2 separate regions of the Triticum aestivum genome follow, and region 2 is linked to region 1. Evidence: chromatin contacts called from public Hi-C data. All regions are on one chromosome and are shown on one strand. The core of a region is the stretch at or near the end of the contact, and the rest is flanking DNA. Distances in the headings are between cores, read along the strand shown. Region 1 holds the start of LOC123079880 (sterol 3-beta-glucosyltransferase UGT80B1). Region 2 holds the start of LOC123079883 (polypyrimidine tract-binding protein homolog 3).

The links. A called contact is a pair of places that touch in the nucleus more often than the background predicts.
Region 2: a contact with region 1 is called in a Hi-C map of leaf, with 4 times the contacts expected there. The contact joins the promoter of LOC123079883 here to the promoter of LOC123079880 in region 1. A contact is called at or near these places in 2 of 5 Hi-C or Micro-C datasets (both in leaf).

The regions. Positions count from the first base shown.
Region 1 is chr3D:485,915,876-485,922,281 of IWGSC CS RefSeq v2.1, reverse strand. It overlaps LOC123079880 (sterol 3-beta-glucosyltransferase UGT80B1), which reads right to left and starts at 1,344. Exons shown (of 14, transcript XM_044502707.1): 1 at 827-1,344; 2 at 1-91. The coding sequence starts at 1,031.
Region 2 is chr3D:486,762,036-486,769,014 of IWGSC CS RefSeq v2.1, reverse strand. It overlaps LOC123079883 (polypyrimidine tract-binding protein homolog 3), which reads right to left and starts at 2,201. Exons shown (of 15, transcript XM_044502712.1): 1 at 1,987-2,201; 2 at 1,778-1,854; 3 at 1,596-1,667; 4 at 1,417-1,493; 5 at 1,074-1,155; 6 at 114-243. The coding sequence starts at 1,834.

The DNA.
Region 1 (6,406 bases), core at 95-2,594:
AGCAACCTATCGGAGTATGATCTTACAAAAGCGTGATCTTGCCCTCTAAAACGACTAGAAGTTGCAGTTGTGGATTTACTATGCCCGAATCCTGTAGAAAACCAGAACAGCGCTGTGAACAATGATGTTTCAGAGCAAAAAATACACATGTACAGAATAAGTCAGTTCTACTGTGCGCGTTGACATTTCTGTTGTTCTATTAGTCGATTTTCCAGATATTTTTTAACAAGAGAAAATGACTTAATTCTGAATAGAGTGCAAAGTGGCGTCATCAGTCGACCCACCTGATACAATTGGGAACCAAATTTTGCAACACTAATATTGATGAATACCTGATACAAATGATTTCTACATGGTGTTCCCTACAGTTCCATTGAAAACATCATTGTTCCGTAAGGTGAACTGAAAGTACAATAGATTGATGCACATACTAATTATAAATAGAAGAACATAACTAGTAAACCTCAGAAATCAAAATAAAAACAAAATGATAACCAGTCCGCTGGTTCTCTACAGCAGGAGCGAAATTGGAAAACCGAAAGCAGCAACCTGCTACACTGAACACTACAATTTACACCTTGGCTCGAACTGCCTTCAATATTTGGAGGTTACCTTGGCTAAAGCATAAAGGCAGCCCCCCTTTTTTCATAAAGTAAACCACCCAATACGCCAGACATTTACGTTGTCAGTGATACTGAACTTGGTGACCACAACTCCACAAGGCAAGGTTTGACTTTCTGACTGTAAACCCCTGATGTATGCTGACTCCTAACCAAATCACACGCCCAACTGGGCACAGAGCAAAAAACAAAATCTCGAAGCGGACCTTCCCGACGCGAGGAGGGGAACCCATCGGCGTCGACCGATCCGGAGAACCGCTCGTCCATGGAGCTCAGCACGAACTCCCTCGTCCCCTCGGCGAAGGAGGAGGAGGACGAGGCGCCCGCCCCGTCCCGGCCCCCTCTCCTCCTCCGAAGGTCGCCGCTCCCGCTCCCCTCTCCGGCCACCGATGCTTCGCCGTTGCACCCCATGCCCCCCGCGTGGAAGGCGAGGACGGGGTTGACCGGGCCGGGGAAGATGCTGTGCTACTGCTACAGGCGCCCGCGACGCCGCGTTCGCATTGGCCGCGCCGCGCCGCGTGGAGGCGGGAGCTTCGAGGCCCTCGGGAGTGTGGGCGCGGCGCGAGGTGAGGAGCGGAGAGGGACGTGCAGCTACGAGGCTGCCGGCTCGCTGCCGAGAAGGGTGAGGTGGAGGTGGACTCGCTGGCGTTTGGTGCGGGAGCGACGACGGACGGGTGGAGCCCGTCCAGATGCCGTTTTCGCTGGCGTGGGGGAGTCAATGGACTCCTGGCCGACTGGAAGCTGGCAACGTGCTCGCGGGACCAAGCAGACCGTACGGGCAAAAAAGAGGTTCACCTCAAAAAACAAAAAACAGAGCAACTTGGGCCTCGTTCGGACATAAATATCCAACTTGGGCTGAAAATCTTCGCAAGCAAATCAACCTGTGATTGGATGATTAGAGGGACTGCAGTATCCCAGCCCATCAGGGTTCAAATCCTGGTGCACGCATTTATTTCCGGATTTATTTCAGGATTTTCGGCGATGTGCATTCAGTGAGAGAAGACGTTTCCGTCGACGATGAGGTGCCTACGGTGACTTCGTAAATTTGAAGATGATATGTCGGCTCAGTCTTTCGGAGGTGCTCATAGGGATAGGGTGTGCGTGTGTGCGTTCATAGGATGAGTGTATGCGCATGTATATGAGCGCTTGCGTCTGTATTGTGTTCAAAAAAAATCGGCTATAAGGAGTTGCCATATCATCTGTAGCCAACCTTGTAGCTGGCATGTACAATAGTAAATTCTATATGTGTACTACTTCATTAGTAGTTGGCCCACCTTACAACCTCACAAAGCGTCTTGGCTCTAATATGTTACTGTAACATAGCGCTTTCCGAGGCAAAATGAGTCTATGAGCTAATAAATGAAGCAATCTATGACACTACTACTATGTTACTTTGCACTATGGAGGTAGTAACTTAGACTAGTGTCATATGCATGACACTAATACAAGTTACTCCCCACTATGACCAGCCTTAGCGGTACAGTACAGGATCTGGACTTCTGACCGCCGTGCTCGTCATGGGTTGCAAGATCATTCTTTGTATGCGCGTGAATATGAGCGCTTGCGTCTGTACTGTGTTCAAAAAATCGGCTATAAGGAGTTGCCATGTCATCTGTAGCCAACCTTTATAGCCGGCATGTACAATAGTAAGTTCTATATGTGTACTACTTCATTACTAGTTGGCCCACTTTACAACCTCACAAAGCGTCTTGGCTCTAATATGTTACTGTAACATAGCGCTTTCCGAGGCAAAATGAGTCTATGAGCTAATAAATGAAGCAATCTATAACACTGCTATTATGTTACTTAAGTAAAATGCATCATAGGTCCTATAACTATCCAAGGTGTATCACTTTAGTCCTATAACTATCAAAGTGCAGATTTGGGTCCCAAAACTATTTTGAGTCGTTCACTGCAGGTCCTATGGTCGCCCCAGCAGCGTTGACCGTCCGACGTGTCACCTGGACCGGTGCCACATCGACCAGAGGGGCCCACCAGGCTAAACAATGAAGCGTTTATTTGCAGGAAAGCCCTTGAAATCTCAGCTCGTCTCATTCTCAGACCCTCCATCTCTTTTCTACGAACGAATCTCTCTGAGGCGGCGATATGGTGGCGACCGGCGGCGTTCGTGATTGATGTCCAGCGATTGGAGGCGCAGGACGGGAGTCGGGGCTGCTAATCCGACCACGGCGCTGGTCCGATGGCTCCATCACGGCGGCTTCCCAACACCCCTCCTCCGGAGTATGGTAAGAACCCTAACCCCAGCCCCTGCTGCACCCCCTTTTGGCTTAGAGATTTCAATAGAGTAGCAAAGATTTGGCACGATTTGGGCATTACAGCTTAGATATTGTGTCGATTCAGTCTGAATGTACATATGGCTTCTCTTCCCGTACTGAAATCTTCTGTCTGTACTGAAATCTATTTCAAAAGAGTTGGGCATCTTCCTGTACGTATGGAGATTTGGGCATCTTCTTGTGCGTATGGTGATTTGGGCAATATTTTTCCTGCAGTATATAATCTCTGCTGTAACTGAAGCCTTGTTATGTACAGTGGTATCTTTTTTTGCATTATAAGCTCGTCATGTACACCTATAGTACCATTTGAAATTGTACTGCTGATGTATATATGTACTAGTGGTGATGCAAAAGAAATTGTACTGCTGATGTATATATGTACTCTGTTTTTTTTCATGTAATAGGACCCAAGGAGGAGTTGTTCTCAGTAGAGATTAATCATGGTTGGGTTTTTCTCGGCTTTGGAGCAAACAAGAAATACATGGATTGCAAAACAGATTTCTTTGATCATTGTGAGGTTGAAACCTGGTTGCCCCTGTGGATTAAAGATTTTGTGCAGCAGCTTGGCTATGATCCAAGTAAAGTGCAGTGTTTCTGGTTACTTCCTGGAATGAATTTGGATAATGGACTGAGAATTATTGATAGAGATGCAGACTGTCTTAGTATGACTGTTGTTGTGCCAAAGTTCAAGCATTTCAAGTTGTACATGGATCATGGTGATATTTATAGCGAGCTGAATATGGATGACATATGCATAATTGGCTCACCTACAATGCCTGATATCATGAGTCCTGTGAAGCCACAAGAAAAGGTACAAAGAGTTATATTAGGAGTAGTCCTAGGATCAAGAGCAAGGCACAAAAAGGGAGAACTAAAGAACAAGTGCAGAAAAACAATGACAGTGATAGTGATGATAGTGATAGTGATTGTAGTTATGAAGATTGGGCTGACTCAGACAATGACTTTAAGAATGGCGATGATAATCTGTTTGAGGAGTGGGTTGATGACTTCAATAAGGATCTCAGAGCAAAGAAAAATAAAGCAGTACAGTACGAGAGGGATAGTGACTATGACACTGATGAGCTAGAACTGCCAGCTTCAGAGAATGAGGGAAATGAATCAGAACATGAGGTTGTTATGGAAAAAGGGAAGAAAAAGAAAAAGAAGAAGGTGAAGCTCAGGTCTTTCAAGCCAGAGGACATGAAAGCACCAATATTCAAATTGGGTATGAAGTTCCCTACTGCAGCTGATCTTAGAAGGGCAATTCGAGAGTACGCTATTCAGAATAGAGTTGCAATCAAGTATGCAAAGAATGATAAACAAAGAATTAGGGCACACTGCTCGGATGACTGTCCATGGTATTTATTCGCAGCACCTGACAGCAGAACCACAAGTTTTGTGGTGAAAACTTATGTGGGGGATCACACCTGCAGTAAAGAATGGGAGGTCAATGGATTCACATCAAGATATCTAGCAGGCAAGTATTTGGAGAACTTCAGGGCAGACGAAAAGATGACATTGATGAATTTTGCAAGGTTGGTGCAGAAGGACTACAACATGATCCCTACAAGGAGCAAGCTAGCAAGAGCAAGAAGGATAGCAATAAAGCAGATTCATGGAGATGAGGGAAAACAATACTCGATGATGTGGGACTATGCACAAGAGATCAGAATGTCAAACCCTGGAAGTAGCATGTTTATCAAACTCAAAGATGGCAGATTCCACCAATGTTACATGTCATTAGATGCTTGTAAAAGAGGCTTTTTGGCTGGATGCAGGCCTGTTATTTGTGTTGATGGGTGCCATCTTAAAACAAAATATGGTGGACAATTGTTGACTGCTGTAGGGATTGATCCAAACAACTGTATTTTCCCCATTGCTATGGCTGTAGTTGAAGTGGAGGACACACCAACATGGAAGTGGTTTCTAGAGACTTTGAAAGATGATCTGCACATATTGAACACAGCACCTTGGACAGTGATGAGTGATAGGCAAAAAGGACTAATAAATGCCGTTACTGCTTTGTTCCCTCATGGACAACACAGGTTTTGTGTGAGGCACCTTTACCAAAATTTTGCAAAGAAGTGGAAGGGCGAGAACCTGAAGAACAAGTTATGGGCAATTGCAAGGTCGTACAATAAAATTGACTGGAGAAAAAACATGGATGACATGAAGGAATTAAATCTGGAAGCTTATGAGTACTTAGAAGCAATTGAACCAAGTTCCTGGTGCAGGGCCTTTTTCCAAGAATTACCAAAGTGTGACCTGCTACTAAACAATAATTGTGAGGTCTTTAATAAGTAAGTTTCCTATCGCTTTTCTACATAGTGCACTATCTCGCTGCTATGTCGGGGATATATCTGGTTTGAATTTACATTCTGAACTGATTTGTTTCTTCTCAATGAAGGTGGATACTTGATGCTAGAGAGCTGCCTGTCATGAGCATGTTCAAAAAAATCAAAAATCAATTGTCGACAAGGTTTTATAGCAAGAACAAGGAAAGTGAAGAGTGGTGTGGAACAATTTGTCCCAAGATCACAAAGATACTTGATAAGAATGCAGAAATGGCTAATAATTGTCAGGCATTGCCTTCTGGCAAAGGCATCTTTACTGTCTTGGGACTCAGAGGCGAGTACAAGGTTGACATAAACAAATACACATGTTCATGCAAAGCTTGGCAGCTAACAGGCATACCATGTAGACATGGCATCTCTTGTCTCAGAGGTGAAAGAATCAAACCAGAGAATGTTGTCTCTCCATGCTATAGTATTGCAGCATTCAAGAAAGTATATGGTGAAGTTATTATGCCTTGCAGAGACCCAAGAGAGTGGGAAAAGGTGAATGCTGCTCCAATCTTGCCACCCCTATACGAAAAGCATGTTGGGAGGCCTAGCAATAAAAGAAAGAAGAACCCTGTAGAGACTGATGAAGGAAAGTTGAGCAAGCATGGTGCGGTTTCTCACTGCAGTATTTGTAGGTCAGTTGATCATAATAAAAGAACTTGCCCTGAAAAAGGTAGACAGGAGCAACAAGATGAGGCAAGGCAAGGGGAGCAGCAAGAGGCAGGACAAGTGCAGCAAGGTGAGGCAGTTCAAGGACAAAACTCAATTCCAAGGCATATTGCCAAAAAGGCAAAATTACCAGTGAAGAGAAGGATTAGTTCAACTGATCAGGTAACAATTACTAGATAATTTCCTTTATGTTACTTCTAGTTAGTTAGTTGCTAACTTAAATCCAAAACTACTCTGGAATTGTAGACCACATCTTCTGCAAGTGTGGTTGGATCTAGTGTAATACAAGTGTGGGAGCAGAACATGTCTGTGTTCGACATACTGATGCAATCCGTAAGTTCTTTTCAACTTTTGTAAATCTCATGGAAACTCTCCTATTCCAAAACTGATGTAACACATGTTTTCACATTTGCAGTCACAGCCGTCCCAAGAATCCCAGGCACCAAGACCTCTTCCTGACAATCAATTTCTTGCAAGCCAA
Region 2 (6,979 bases), core at 952-3,451, 850 kb before region 1:
TATGCAGTTGAAAGCAACATGAAAAACACATCGTCAATTGCATGATACTAAGAAGAAAATAAGCATGCATGAAATACAAGAAGAGTGAGAATTAGAGACGGGAAGAATCTGACCAGCAGTCTTTTGAAATGTGACAATCTTCTCCACAAATCCATAAGGAGAAAACACTTGATGAAGCACCTCGACGGTCATAGGATAGAGCATATGATGAACGGTAACTAAGAGAATTCGGTTGGGTTCATCCTGAGGCCCAGCAGCAGACGAGTACCGAGAAAGAATAGAGGAGAGAGAGAGAAGAATGAATAGAGAAGAATAGGTATCTAGTTGGAATAGAAGAGAGTAGAGAGAGCATGTAAACTAAATCAGTAAGCTACAGCAAATGATGAAAAAGTAGGTGAAAATAACAACAGTATGAAAAGTTATTACATTTTATATGGAATGACTTATTTTACTTTTCTTTTAATTTCTTAATTAATCAGTAACAGTAATATTACATGGTTGCTGGCACGACAAAAGAATATTTTTTAGCAGCACACTTTGAAAGGCCCGAACAATAAAAATAGATTTGAGCAAGCACCTATTTCATGGGAAAACATACACATTATGTCCAAGAATGTATATCACGACGAACAATTCAAGGCCCAAAAGATTCAAAAACTGATAAATGGATGCAACTAAACCATCATATGCAGTTGGGTAAGAGCTTATAGGCTTCAAAGTTCTGAACGAGGGCCAACTAACTTTCTAATGTGTGATGATCTCTTCTAAGAAATGATGATTTTTTTTCTTGCATCAGTACCTCATTACAACGTGCATATAATATTTTTGAAAAGCCAGCTGTTCATTTTTAAACTCTTGGTCATTTAGGTTGGTATATACTGTGAAGCAAGAACCCATAATGTTATATTAGAGAAGAGCAACCCACACTCTAAGTAGAAGGAATGAAAACAGGCCAATATGTTTACATGCAGAGATCATAGATTACAGAAATGCACAAAACAGCTGATTACCTATAGAAAAGCAATCATGCTAATAGAGTATAGAACCCAAAGTGCAACTGGATAATTATGTACCTGATCAGGATTCCGTCCATGAGAGCTCTGATCAGTAGTCAGTTCCTGGTGAGATGAGTACTGCAAGTATACGTTTCTTCCCCTGATATGGCATGAAAACTGACATCACTATCTGATTTTGTAAATTATAATGGAAGCATAGCAACGTTAAGTAAAAAATTAATGGAAGCATAACAACATTAAGTATGACAATGACATAACTCTCTGCTATTGTGGATAATAATAGCAACACACAGAAACATAACTCAAAAAGTAACTCTACAGACAGAAAACGGCTGACACTGAAGCACCAAGAGGAAAATTCTTTAGGATGCGCCCACATAAGGTCCAAGAAGAAGATTACCTCACGCTAGGTTGAATCGTAGTGTAGTATTGGATGGCGCTAATTGAAGCAGACAGGTCCTCCATCTGGACAAGGGCCTGCAGTAGCAGCGGCACAAACGCCACATTACAATCACACAAAACTGCAAGAAGCGCGCATCCATCCACCTAATGAAACTACGGCTGAGGCCGAGAGGGCACCTGGTTCTTGGTCCGCAGCATGACGAGCTTGGCGACCGCGCCAAACGGCTGCACCACCTGGAGCAGGTCAGTCTGCACGCAACGAGAAGACCGAAAAGATCAAACTTTGAACCGGACAACAGAGCAATCCGGGCGAGGAATTCCGCCGAGCAGCTCGGGAAAGGGGGCCAGGATTCACTCACCTCGGAGATCTCATGCCCGACGTTCCGGATGTGGATCACCCTGGAGGGCTCGGCCATCCTTGCCCCGGACACACGAACTGCAATCGCAGGCAGCAAAACAAGAGCAATCCAACGAAGAACAGATTAGTCCACTAGGGTTCGAGAAACAAGTTGGCTCGATCCGTACAGCCGAGGAGGCGAGCGCGAGAGGGGGCGGGGAGGAGCCGTACCTTCGCCTGCTAGGGTTTTAGCGGTTGGGCGGAGGATCTAGGGTTTAGCTCGCTGGGGGGATCGCTCGGTAAAACAAGACGGGGGAGAGGAGAGGAGGGGGGAGGGATGGACGGATGGAGAACCGGGGGATTTGAGAGGAGCCGGATTTGTTTGGATTTGGGATTAGGTGGGCGAGCGCACGCCTGTTTCTGTTTGACGGGGGCAGGGGGCGAGCGAGCCCGAGAGACCGACAAGCTTTGACGGCTGTACGCACGCACTCGTGGAAGCAAGGGTCCTGTCACCTGTGCCTTTGCGGACTTGCTTGGTTCCATTGGGAAAATTTTGGTGAGCATTTTGGTAGCAAAAAATATTGTGCCCGCGCACCGTGACTCTCGTCGACGGGGAGCTCTGACTTCGCCGGGACGCTCTCCGCCTCGTGCTCCAGGACACCAGGGGCGTGACGGCACGTTCCCTTCGGGTCGGGGAGTCAGTTGACAACGGGGATATTGTCAACTTCCCTTGCCATTTTGCTAGGGTTCGGGATCGGTTGCAGGTCTCGACCTCGTCGTTTAAAGCGTCGTCGCAGGTGCACCATGGGCGGGGTGGTGGTACGCAGAGAGATTGACTGTGGTACATGCCGGTAGGGTGCATGCAGCCGAGTCAGGGATCTTGGGAGCGGGCCCAAGCTCGGGTATGGCTCCAACCATGGCGGATGCGCAATACGTGGGGTGTGATCCAACCCATCATGGGACTGCGGGGAGCTCGACTGGTGGTATATATTTCAACCCTTTCCAAATAGCAAAGTCACTACCCGAGGGTTCAATTGTACCTCCAAGATAATCTGTCATAGGCGTATAAACTGAACCAAGCCCTCAAAGAGCAGCTCCCCTCCATGTCAGTAGCCCAACGACAACAACAGTCCATCCCTGACCGCCCAATAATACGAAATAACAGTTGTCATCGTTGGGGAGATTTTTGTGACGCGACGCTTGAAGCCAACGATCTTTCGAAAACAACACTTTGTCCCCTGCACCCGCATGACAGCGCACCAAAAAGTGAAACGGGTCCTTCACCTATGAGTCTACCGCCATCGGAAGCCCTACCATGGCCTCGACGGACCTGTCGTGGAATTGTCACGACAGATGTCCTCGAGCTAGGACTTAGTCGTGGAGCCATCGCAACTAGGAAGCTTGAAGGGTTAATGCGGGACAAGGAACACGAGGGTTTATACTGGTTCGGCCCCTTACGGTGAAGGTAAAAGCCTACGTCCAGTTTGAGGTGGTATTGATTAGGGTTACGATCACCAGGGAGCTAAACAGCTATGTCCGGCTCTCGATGAGATTGTTGTCGCCCCTCAACCGCTGCTGGGTCGTCCCTTTATATAAGGAGGCTGACGCCCTGCAACTCTCAGAGTCCCGGGCGGCTCATAAGAGTGTCCGGCTCGGACTCTCAACTATTCTTGCCTTACACTACAAGTTCTATCATAACAATGATTGTAATTACGGGCCTTAAGCCATATCCGGGTCTTAGCCCATCTCTGGCCCATCGTCTTCAAGCTTGGCTCCGGGCTTCTGGTAATGACCATACGAGTAACCCGGCCCCTCCTGGCGGGTGACTCTAAGGTCTATATCCTCAACATTAGGCCCCAGATTGATTTGAGCCGGCTCATGTCAATCTTCAACTCTTCTGACAGAAAAAATCTCCGGCTTACCATTCATGTGAAGGCCATAACCCGGCGTGACGTCATCCTCTGGACTCCGGATAATCCGCCGTGACGTCATCCTCCATTAAGTCCGTTTTTTACTCCGCCAGATCCGCAACGGATCTTTCTCTTTACTGTCATCCCGAAAATCGAGGCGTTCCGTGGGGAGATAACCACGCCGTGGTCTCCTTGAATCTCGCGCCCACTTATGACCTTGCCTTATAAATAGGCCGGCCCGACGGGCTCTTCTCACGCTCCCTTCTCTGTCATCTTCCTCCTCTCACTGTCCCGTGCTGCTCGAGCTCCGCCGCCGTCGCCGCCGCGGGTCTCCTCGTCGTCACCAGCTCAGGCCGCTGCATCACCCTGAACGGACCAGAGAAACGTGACAACCTCCGCGGCTCTCCAGCTCCGGTAAGTCTTGCTTGTCCTGTAGGATAGATCTACCATAGGGTTCGTCCGTGTTCTTCGCCATTGCCACAAGCTTCGGTAGTTCTCCTAGTCACTGCCCTTGTTTGATCTTTAGCCTTGTATAGAACTAGTGCGGCAGTTGTTTAGGACTCATTTCAAATGCCCGTAGATCTCTTTCTACTGCATGAATGCTTCGTTCGAGCTCAAGAACATCCCCTGTGCCCGTATTTTAGGTCTAGAAAATTTTCTTTGGACCGACCATTTTGATCCAAAAAAGTTACTGCAGTATGTGAAACCTGTTTTACCACACTTAGTAAAAACTGCAACCATTGAATCTTGGCGGCTTATAATTCCGGTTTAAAGAAACCACGCGCTGTAGAATCCTCCGGTTTAAAGAAAACCATGCTTCGTAGATTCCTCCGGCTTAACTGTGATAAGGCCGTAGATAATCAACTTATTCTGAATGCCCCTGCGGCTTAAGTAACCCACTGTACCTGAGTATATATCATTAGTCCCCTTCATAAGCCGCCACCTTAGTTTGGAACTGTAGATCTCCGGCTTATAATTAACCCGGACATTTTCCTTTTTGTCATAGACTGCCAACTTTCACCATGCCTCCCAAGGCTCCCATCACTTGCAACTGGATGAGGTCCAACGTGACCAACGAGACCCTAGCTGATTTTGTTAAGTCAGGATATCTGCCCAAGAAAGACATCATGTCCTACCGTGCCCCTGACCCGTCAGAAGAAAGGCCACAGCCAAAGGATGGGGAGGTAGTGATTTTTGCAGATCACATGAGCCGGGGCTTTGCACCGCCCGGCTCAAAGTTTTTTAGGGACGTGCTCAATTTCTTCGACTTGCGGCCCCAAGACATAGGACCCAACTCAGTGTCCAACATCTGCAATTTCCAAGTCTTCTGCGAGGTTTACCTTGGAGAAGAGCCGAGTCTGCTGCTCTTCAGAGAGCTGTTTTACTTAAACCGTCAGAATGAGTGTGCCAATGGGCCAAGTCTGGAGTTAGGTGGCATCTCCATCCAGCGGCGTAGGGACTGTCTTTTCCCTTACGCAGAGCCGCCGAGCCACCCAAAGGATTGGAACATGACTTGGTTCTACTGCCAAGATACATCCCCGGCTGACGAAAGCCCGCTGCCCGGCTTTCGCCCAACACGTCTGGAGCCGACTCACCCACTGTCGGACAAGCTGACTCAAGCGGAGCGCCAGCCTCTGCTCCCCACGATCAACAAAATCAAAGCTCTCCTGGGTAATGGTCTGAACGGAATCGACCTGGTCCGGGTCTGGATCTCATGGCGGGTGATCCCATTGAGCCGCCGCCCCGGCTTAATGTGTGAGTACACCGGACGAAAGGATGACCCTCAGAGGCACAGCCGCAATGATCTTCCAGAAGACGTTGCAGAGGAGATGACCAAGGCTCTTTTAAACGAGAGCCTGGCAGACTGCGGAAGGACCGGGTTAGCCCCCTTCTGCAAGACCAACCCAGCCCCAGCGGTAAGCCGCTGACTTTAATGTTTTATCTCCTTCTGCATATAACCTGCATCTGAACCGTTTTGAGAATTCATCATTGTATTTTTCAGGCTGATGATAAGTTCTGGCGGGTCAAATATGACCATGAGGCGGCCAAGAAGGCCAGGAAGGCGAAGAAAGCCGCCAAGAAAGCCGCCCCTCGCAAAAAGGAAGCAGGCCTACTGCTTCGGAGCTGATGCAATTAAGCGACAGCTCCGAGTCAGAGGTAACCCCCAAGCCTTTAAATTCTTGCTGTACTTGTTATTTGTTGCTGTTTTCCTTATCAACACTTGCTCATTGACAGGATGACACCGGCGCCAGTAACCCGGTGGTTGAAGAGGTAATGTCACTTTCCTCCGACTCGGAGCCCTTGCCACAGCTGAAAGTCCGAAGGGTAACCCGGAAAGTAAGCTTTTCACATCCTTTAGCTTACCAAGACCCTCAATTTATTTTGAAGCGACAGGTTCATGAAAGCCGGCGTCACACCCGGACCAACAAGGACACCGATCTCTCCGCCGGGTTACCCGACGCAACAAGGAAGCGTCGAACTGAGGTTTTTTCTCACTTGTACCCTTTTCATCCGTTGGCGGGTGTTATCCGTCAGCCACTCAATTCTTCTGACTCCAATTATCAGGAGACCTCCCCTTCTTCGGGCGACTCTATGCAGTCGAGTCTTCCGACTTTCAAGACCGCGCCCGGGTAATGACAACCATCTTACATTATCTTTGTCTGTACTTACTCTTTGTGTGCTTAACACTTCTGTCTTTTCAGTGCCCAGGCAAAACTCACCAAAAGAGCAAAGAAGACCAGATCAGCCGGAGTGCCGGATTTGCCTGAGCCGGATGTGACGGTTCAAGAACCACCAGCTGCCTCCGCCCCCGAAGCTACCACTCCAATGGACACAGCACCTGAAGCCACTGCCCCAACTACCAAGGCAACGACCGAAGCTTCGGTTAACCCGGAGGCCTCCGGCTCAGCTCCACCAGCAGACGACCCGGACGTGGTAATCACCCGGACGGAGTTTGTTGAGCCGGGGAGACCGACCGTGTTGGCCAAGTGCTCCGCTAAGGGGGAGTTGCTGCAGCCCCACCGGGCGAATCTGGACCTCTCCAACTACAGCAACCTGAGCATTGGAGAGCTCGTCTCTGGCTACATCAGCCAAGTACACAAGAGCCGGGACGCCGAGGTCGCCATGGTAAACCAGATCCAGCAAAAATCTGAGGTATCCTTCTGCTATCTTCTTACTTACTGCATAGTTACCTTTGCCATGCTAGCCCCCAAGTCGACGACTTATGATTTGAATATGTTGTAGACTTAGGTTCCGGCTTACTCAATTGAGCCGGCAGTATGTAGATAGATACGTTCAATATGCATTAGCCCCCA